Linked DNA regions of Mus musculus: regions 2 and 3 are each linked to region 1. Evidence: chromatin contacts called from public capture Hi-C and promoter capture Hi-C data. All regions are on one chromosome and are shown on one strand. Each heading gives the region's core, a stretch centred on a gene start, on an enhancer-like site or on the middle of the called end of the contact. The rest is flanking DNA. Distances are from core to core; before and after follow the strand shown. Region 1 holds the start of Rprd2 (regulation of nuclear pre-mRNA domain containing 2). Region 2 holds the start of Psmd4 (proteasome (prosome, macropain) 26S subunit, non-ATPase, 4). Region 3 holds the start of Pip5k1a (phosphatidylinositol-4-phosphate 5-kinase, type 1 alpha).

Evidence for each region. Promoter capture Hi-C pulls out the DNA fragments that hold promoters and counts their contacts. Capture Hi-C pulls out chosen DNA fragments and counts their contacts.
Region 2: a contact with region 1 is called in a promoter capture Hi-C map of erythroid cells, with 5 times the contacts expected there. The contact joins the promoter of Psmd4 here to the promoter of Rprd2 in region 1.
Region 3: a contact with region 1 is called in a capture Hi-C map of macrophages, with 3 times the contacts expected there. The contact joins the promoter of Pip5k1a here to the promoter of Rprd2 in region 1. A contact is called at or near these places in 2 of 115 datasets of contacts at active chromatin or transcription factors (astrocytes and pro-B cells) and 1 of 9 other capture datasets (macrophages).

What each region holds. Positions count from the first base shown.
Region 1 is chr3:95,817,643-95,820,229 of GRCm38.p6, reverse strand. Rprd2 (regulation of nuclear pre-mRNA domain containing 2) reads left to right here and starts at 1,277. Exons shown (of 11, transcript NM_001368178.1): 1 at 1,277-1,683. The coding sequence starts at 1,479. It overlaps Gm29948 (a long non-coding RNA gene), which reads right to left and starts at 1,350. Exons shown (of 2, transcript XR_375854.4): 1 at 1,100-1,350; 2 at 1-510.
Region 2 is chr3:95,041,302-95,043,888 of GRCm38.p6, reverse strand. It overlaps Psmd4 (proteasome (prosome, macropain) 26S subunit, non-ATPase, 4), which reads left to right and starts at 1,275. Exons shown (of 10, transcript NM_008951.2): 1 at 1,275-1,381. The coding sequence starts at 1,356.
Region 3 is chr3:95,105,652-95,108,238 of GRCm38.p6, reverse strand. It overlaps Pip5k1a (phosphatidylinositol-4-phosphate 5-kinase, type 1 alpha), which reads left to right and starts at 1,309. Exons shown (of 15, transcript NM_008847.3): 1 at 1,309-1,863. The coding sequence starts at 1,788.

The sequences.
Region 1 (2,587 bases), core at 28-2,527:
TAATAAACACAATACTCAAGACTCTTGTAAACTGTAACGCACAGGGCAGTGGTGGTGCACGTCTTTAATCCCAGCACTTGGGAGGCAGAGGCAGGTGGATTTCTGAGTTCGAGGCCAGCCTGGTCTACAGAGTGAGTTCCAGGACGGCCAGGGCTACACAGAAAAACCTTGTCTCGAAAAAACAAAAACAAACCTATAACGCATTACGAAATTGTGATGTTACTACCTAGCAAAGAAGCCACACCTTGTCAATTACTCTTTCCTCGCTTCGAAGACTTTTCAGAGAAATTTTCGTTTAACTTTTATTCCCTCTTTCTAGAATGCAGTCGGTCGGCTGGCTGTGAACGGTGTCATCGCAGTCGGGCGTGTAGCATAGGTTAGTCAAGGAGTGCCTAGAGAACAGCTAACAGGGCCTGACGCATGCGCGTCTTCCCCCACTCCGCAAGACGTGCCAGCCATTTTGTCGCGTGTAGGTCCCCGATGGCGGGGTGGCAGGGAACGCAGCTGCAGCTGTCAAAAACAGTAGCCACAGAACGGTGGGCATTTCCCATCCTAGTGTGAATTAAAGGCTCCCAGGGAGCAACCCCGCCATGAAGCCAAAAGCAGGGCCGAGCACTGAACTGGGGTCTAGTAACGTCCTAGGCTCCGGAGCGCCTCAATCCTGCCTCCCCAGGTTTTCCTCCCAACCCGCTAGGCGCAGACCTAACGCGCAGGCGCACAGAGAGACGCAGCGCCTCCTCCGCCTTCAGGTCCCGACGCGCTTCTCCGACCCCCTTCCCTGATTGGTCGAATCGCAGCGCCATCACGCCCCCTCGGCCCCCGTGCTCAAGATTGAGGAGGAAGCGGAGGGGCGGGGCTTCCGTGCGCGTGCGCATTTCTTCTGCTGGTCTATTGCTGCTATTGCGTTGCAAAAAAAAAAAAAAAAAAGAAAAAAGAAAAAAAAAAAAAAGAAAAGAAAAAAAAAAAAAGAAAGAAAATTTTCTGCCTAGGTAGCTTTGGGCCTTTCCTGTGGTAGAAAATCTAAAGGCAAAGCTCTCTGCAGCCGAAGGGACGGCGGAGTAGCGTTTCGTCTTCGGTACCAAGGCCGCCCTGGGCTCACCGGAATTTGGCCAACGGGATGAGGGAAGGGCCTTAAGAGTTGAGGAGCGTAGAGGCTAAAAGCCTTAGTTGTCGGCGCCGTCGCAGGTTCTGTCTCCTCCGTAGTCGTCTCCCGACTCCCGGTTTAAACACCACCCCCGAGCCATACTGACAGTCCTCCGCGGCCGCGGCCCCTCCTCGCAGCGTGTGGGAGCCGCCAGCGCGCCCAGCAGCTAGCCCTCCTGCCGCCAGAGGAGCCTAGCGCGTGCAGCGTCCCCACCCCCTGGCCGCCCTCCCCTCCTGCTGCTTTCACGCACTCGCACTGATTGTTTTGCCCGCTCCCGCCGCCGCCGCCGCCGCCGCCGCCAGAGGACCAGAGGCGCTTGTGCAAACCGGGGAAGATGGCGGCCGGCGGCGGCGGAGGCAGCAGTAAGGCCTCCTCCTCGTCGGCCTCGTCCGCAGGGGCCCTGGAGTCTTCGTTGGATCGAAAATTCCAGTCGGTGACCAACACCATGGAATCCATTCAAGGCTTGTCGTCCTGGTGTATAGAAAACAAGAAACACCACAGTACAATCGTCTACCATTGGATGAAGTGGCTCCGGAGATGTGAGTGTGGGGGCGACTAGGAAGGGGGAGGCTGGAGAGATGGAGAAAATGCGGCCCCCAAAACACTCTGGGGTTTGCCCACCGAGCTGCTGCATTCAGTTGGGGTTCACATTAAAGATCGGGCGCGAGTGTTCCCTAGCCCAGACTCCATCCTAGGCACGGTTGCCCTGCTCTGCAGGGGGCTCATTGCTTGGAATTTTTCAGCCTCACATTTGGCGTGACCTTGGGCCGTTGGGCCTAGACCCGTAGAGATTTTCGCGTTTCCTTCCGAGCCCTGGAAGGTGTGTTGTTGATTATCCTGAACCTTCACGGAAATGGTCGCGTCCGTTTATTTCTTACAGGCCTTGACGTGTTAATGATCTCTGGGTTTCCTGTTGGCTAGTCAAGCCATGGTTTAAGCTGTCCACTTCCCTGAAATATGTTAGACCAGGCAGTGTTTTCCGCCGACGTGAAACTTGGGATATGTCTAGAAAGGGGCCTTCTCTTGATGACTGTGGGTGAAACTTGGCGTGTGTTTTAAGGAGGCTTTCCCTGGATGAATGTGAAGCAATAGGAACTCTACAGAGCTGTGAGGCGACCACCTGTTTTCCTTTTACCTGTGTTTGCAACACTAAAATACAGACCACGGGATACTGACGAGACACAACTGCGAGACTGTAATCATCATTGGTACCGAAGTATAAAATATATCCGGCCACTTTTTAATCTCCTGAAGCACACTTTACAGAATTGAGTTTGTTTGCATAGGCAATCAAAATGGGAAATGTGAATTTTAAAATATATTTATCTGTTTTAGATATAACCCCCATCTCAAGTATACTTTTTTTTTTCAACCTGTGTGGTTCTCCCCACAACACTGCTTTAATACAGAAAAGAGGTCTTCTAAAATATGAATTGTTAAACT
Region 2 (2,587 bases), core at 26-2,525, 780 kb after region 1:
GGTGGGAACAGAATGCTACTCCTCTACTAAAACAGGATGGACTCTTAACTATGAGACATCTTTTAAGCCCTTCTCCCTTTTTATTTTTGAGAATTCTCTCACTAAATTTCCAAGATGACCATGAATTTGTAATCATTCCATTATATAGGTGGGATCGCAGGCAAGTGCCAACAGGTCTTCTTTTCTTTGACCCCCAGAAAAGGTCTTATTGTGTATAACCCTGGCTGCCCTGGAACTCATTATATAGATCAGGCTGGTCTAAAACCCACAGATGCCTGCCTCTGCTTCCCAAGGGTTGGTGTTAAAGGTTAATTAACAAACCAAAATAACTTGCTGGCTATCCTTCGTTCCTTGGGTGATTACATGGTGTTTACTGCGGGCTGGGGAAATGACTCAGTGCTTATGAGAGAGCGCTTACTGCTCTTCCTAGAGGACCAGAGTTCGGTTCCCAGAACTCAAGACAGGCAGCTCACAGCTGCCTGGAACTCCAGTTCCGGATTTGATATTCTCTTCCAGCCTCTGCAGGGCCTGAATACACACACAAACGCTTAAAAATTTTTTTTGGTTTGTTTTTTTTTTTTTAATTGGTCAAAACTTTTCTGGATTCCTTCATCCTGTCAGACTCAATACTGGAGTTAGGAATTGCATAGATTTTTTTTTTTTTTTTTTTTGGTAGGCAGTAGATAGGTAAATCGAATTTGAGGATACAAGTGTTTGTAGCAGTTGCATAAACACAGTGCAATGGGAAACAGGAAGTTAAAATGTGGTTAACGATGCTGACACACTTTTTAAGTGATTATGCTTGGACTGACATATCCACAGTAGTGTATGCACTCATGAGTGTCTGTTATGTGTTCGAGGCAGTGTCACTACGTAGTAGCTATGTTGCCCACGTTGGCCTGGAAATTGCAGTTCAGATCTTAGCATGAGTGTGCCCCTTGTAAACAGCACTGGGAGGTGAAGCAATAGAGTTTATTAGCCTGAGCTCCACAGCGAATTGCTGTCATCCTTTTTCAAACCGTAACAACAAAAACAAATCAAAAACCCAAATATACAAAAGAAAGAGAGCAGAAGAGGGGGTAAATTACAGCTCTCCTGCCTCACACTGGAGTGTTGCTGCCAGGCGAGTGCAGAGAGCTTACAGCTGTTCCGGAAGCTGCTGCGAAGGTAGCCAACTCTATTGGATAACCAACCTTTCCATTTCTGTGGCGCCTACAAGTCCCAGAACACACCGCGGGGCGCGGAGGCGGGGCAGCATGAAGACTGAGTTCTTTGATTGGTGATGAGCACCAGGCCAATCGGAGGTGCTGTTGTTTGTCAGTCCCGGAGCCGGTCCGCAGAGGGAAGGAGGCAAGATGGTGTTGGAGAGCACTATGGTTTGGTGAGGAGCTTCGGACGTGGCTGGGGGGCGCGTCTGGGTTGTTGGTGCGCGTGGCGCCGAAACCCGAGGGCCTGGGCTGGGGACTGGGTCGCCGGGCGAGATGTGGCTTCGGGGCCCGCGGGACTCTGGCAGACGACTCCCTGAGTCATCCCGGCCCAGGAACGCAGGCCCGGGAACTCCTGTTCCCTTCCCTGAATTTCAGGTCTCCCATAAAGCAGAGGCCAACTGCCCCCTCCACTCGCCTCCAAGTTTTTCTTTTCTCTGTACTTTATCGCATGTAAACCTCACAACCGCATTCTTGGAAAATAGTCCTTGTCTCATAATGAGTCGGAAGGACTTTAGGGGATCCGCTGTAGTCACACAGCAAATTAAGAGGCCGTGATAAGCAGGATGAACTAGGTTTTATCAGGTTTATACTTGGGATGAGTACCTATTAAGAGTTAGATTAGAAACTGAGGACAAGAAAATAAATAGAAAGCTGAGAACATATTTTTTTTCAGGGCTACAAGAGGACTTTGTTTTGTGTTTTCTGGGAATTGAATCCAGAGCATTGTGAACGCTGGGAACGTGCTCTACCAATGAGCCTCATCACACACCTGGATTGCATTTATTATTTGTCATCATTATTGTTTTAGATGGAGCTTTGACACTGTAGCTCAGACTGGCTTTGAAGTCGCTATTTGAGAAGATGCACAGGTTGGCCTTGAACTTGGAATGAGTATGTAGGATTAAAAACTTGAGTCACTAGGCCCATGTTTTCATTTGGAGATTGGCTAGCACTGCCACCTAAATGCAGGATGGCTTAAGCTTGGTTTCCTGCACTTGGAGGATGAGACAGGGAGTTTTCATGATCAGGACTACCTAGCAAGGTTCTGTCTCAAAATAAGACTACCAGAATGCCCAGTTAAATTTGAATTTCAAGCAAATCATGAGTGATTTTTTAGTATGAAAGGGAATTTTAAGTCCAACCCAAATATTGCTCTTACAAGTTACTTGTTGGGGCCGGGCAGTAGTGGCACACACCTTTAATCCCAGCACTTGGGCAGCAGAGGCAGGTGGATCTCTTAGGGGTTGAGGCCAGCCTGGTCTATAGAGCAAGTTCTAGGACATGCAGAGAAGCCCTGTCTCAAAAGGTGGTAAAATAAAACAAAAACAACAACAAAATAGTTACTTGTTGAGGGTGGTGAGATGGTTGGGTGGGTAAGA
Region 3 (2,587 bases), core at 60-2,559, 710 kb after region 1:
CAGGTACAGTACAACATACAATACTTCAGTGCTACCGAGTCAAAATGCTGTTGAATTAGTGATGCTAATTCTATCAAATGAAGTTTGTCAATCTTTAGTACCCAAGGGAGCACAAAGAATCCAGCAGATGGCAGTAAGGAAACAAATATTTTAGGTCTTGAAGGCAGAGGAAGAAATCTGAGGTTAAGGAATGGGAGATATTTGATGGATACTCTGGCCCTGGGTTCCCTTTGGAGGAACATCTGGATAGGTGTCCAGGCCACTTTAGAACCAATAAGCTGGAGGTTTTTTCCCATGCCTTTTATTTATTCATTTCACAAATAATTATTGAGTGATTACCTTGTACAAAAATGTGACAGGAGGTGGACATAGAACTTTAGCACACAGTCTTTGCTTTTCAGAAGCGCTTGTTCAAAAAGGCCTTCCCTAGGCTTCCCATAATATTCACAGCTGCTAGGGTTCTTTGTAAAAACTGGGCAGAGGGCTGGTGAGATGGCTCAGTGGGTAAGAGCACCCGACTGCTCTTCCGAAGATCCAGAGTTCAAATCCCAGCAACCACATGGTGGCTCACAACCATCCCTAATGAAATCTGATGCCCTCTTCTGGAGTGTCTGAAGACAGCTACAGTGTACTTACATATAATCAATAAATAAATCTTTAAAAAAAAAAAAAAAAAACTGGGCAGAGTTCATATGACAACTAGGCTAGAGTAGAATCCCTCTGTATTTCTATGCCCTTTGGAGTATAGATAATTAGCAACTGAATGCTAAGGAGGACTTTGGATAGGGGGAGGTTATTTGATAGTCTGTAGTCTTTTTTTTATCAGGTCTTTTAAACTTTGTTTTTATGTATTTTTCTTACTTTTCTTCTTATATTGTTGACAAATCCTCATTGCCTTATTTATCAAATATTTACATTTAATGAACTCTGTCGCTGTGTCTAGCACTGTTTGAAGTAAACAAAACATCTATTTTTATGTCTTTAGAAGGAAGATCCCACAAGCCGACACCTTAAACAGTAAAGGCTGGAAGAATTCTTGATGGTTGTGATGTTTTGTAGTGCACAAGAGCTTAACATTTCGGACTTGACACAGAGCTGCGTTCCGAATTCTTTCCAGGACTGTCATTTGAGGAGCTCAGTCCATCTCGGTCCAGCTGATTCTTAACAAGAGTTCTTAGCAACCCGATCAAAGATACGAACCTATATTGGCCTACTGAGCCACCGTAGACTCACGGTCTACGGTCGGTGGATTCCTTGGGGTGTGGCATCATCTGTCACGTGATCCGAAGTCCCCTCTGATTGGCTTCTCTTTTCTCCGGCTAGATAGACGAACGCCGAGAAGCTGTGGCGCATGCGCAATACCGGGGTTTCCTTGGCCGCCCACCCTGAGCCGAGCGGTGGAGTTGGGGATAAACAGGCAGTGGCTGGGGAGGTGAGGGAGGGGGGGCATTCGCTTTTGGGGGCACCTCAGGTGCCTAGGTTTTCCTTTAGGTTTGTTCTATCCGAGACGCGGGACTCCCGGGGCCCGGCTCAAGTGTTCCTGTCTGGTAAGAGAAGGTAGCTTTGGCGGAGAGCAGTTCAAGTTGCTAGGAAGGTGCGAGACTGCAGCTCTCCCCCATGCCGGGCAAGTGGTGCGGTCCTGAGCTTGTCCTGGAGCCTGAACAACGCCTGTGAGAAGCCCGCCGAACGCGGGTTCTGTGAAGAGACGTGGGGAAGATTCGATTCCGAGAAAAGGAAAAGCCGGATTGAAAGGGAGCGAAGCCGCTGAGGGGGAGGGGGCTGCCAAGATGGCGTCCGCCTCCTCAGGGCCAGCGGCGGCCGGGTTTTCATCCCTTGATGCCGGGGCCCCTGCTGGTACCGCAGGTGAGTCGGGTGGGACGCGGGCAGCCGACTGAGGAGGACTGTGAGATGGGAACAAGACCGAGTCCTGGGAGGGGACCTGTGGTTGAGGATGTCCGAGGGGTTGCCCCTAAGGGAGGACAGGACCGGACTTTGAAGTAGACAATTCTATTACTAGAGGAGTCTGGGGGAAAGGATGGATGTCGCTGAGAAAAAGGGAAGCTGACGAAAACTCACACAGTGTCTCAGAGGCGACTGCGTTGAGAACTTTGAGGAGGAAGGATGGAGACTGAAGGTTGGGGGTTAAGAGAGAAACGACAACAGGAGTGGAGAAACGAATCAGTGGAGACTGAGGATACAGCTTAGTAGTGGAGATCTCGTCTAGCATGCATCAGGATCTGGGCTTAATAAGACAAAATAACGTAAACGGAGTATTGGTAGATAAAGGTGTAAGGTAGATACCAAAGTGATTGTGAAATTAATAGATCAAAATGTTGAGGGGATTATGGAACTTAAAAGTAATGGAGAGTCATGGGAATTGTGGATTTTATTGGGAGTAAGTTCCTGGAGTGGCTTTCCGCTCAGACTCCCTCCCCCACCCCCCGCCCGCCCCCCTCCCAGTGCGTCATTCCTCCTCTCATCTCTTGTCAGCAGCAGCCAGCCACATGCTTACTTTCTCACATTAACTCTTTAGGGGATTCCTATCTTTAGGTTGTACAACTGTGGAAAGGAATGAGGAGTTGTGTTG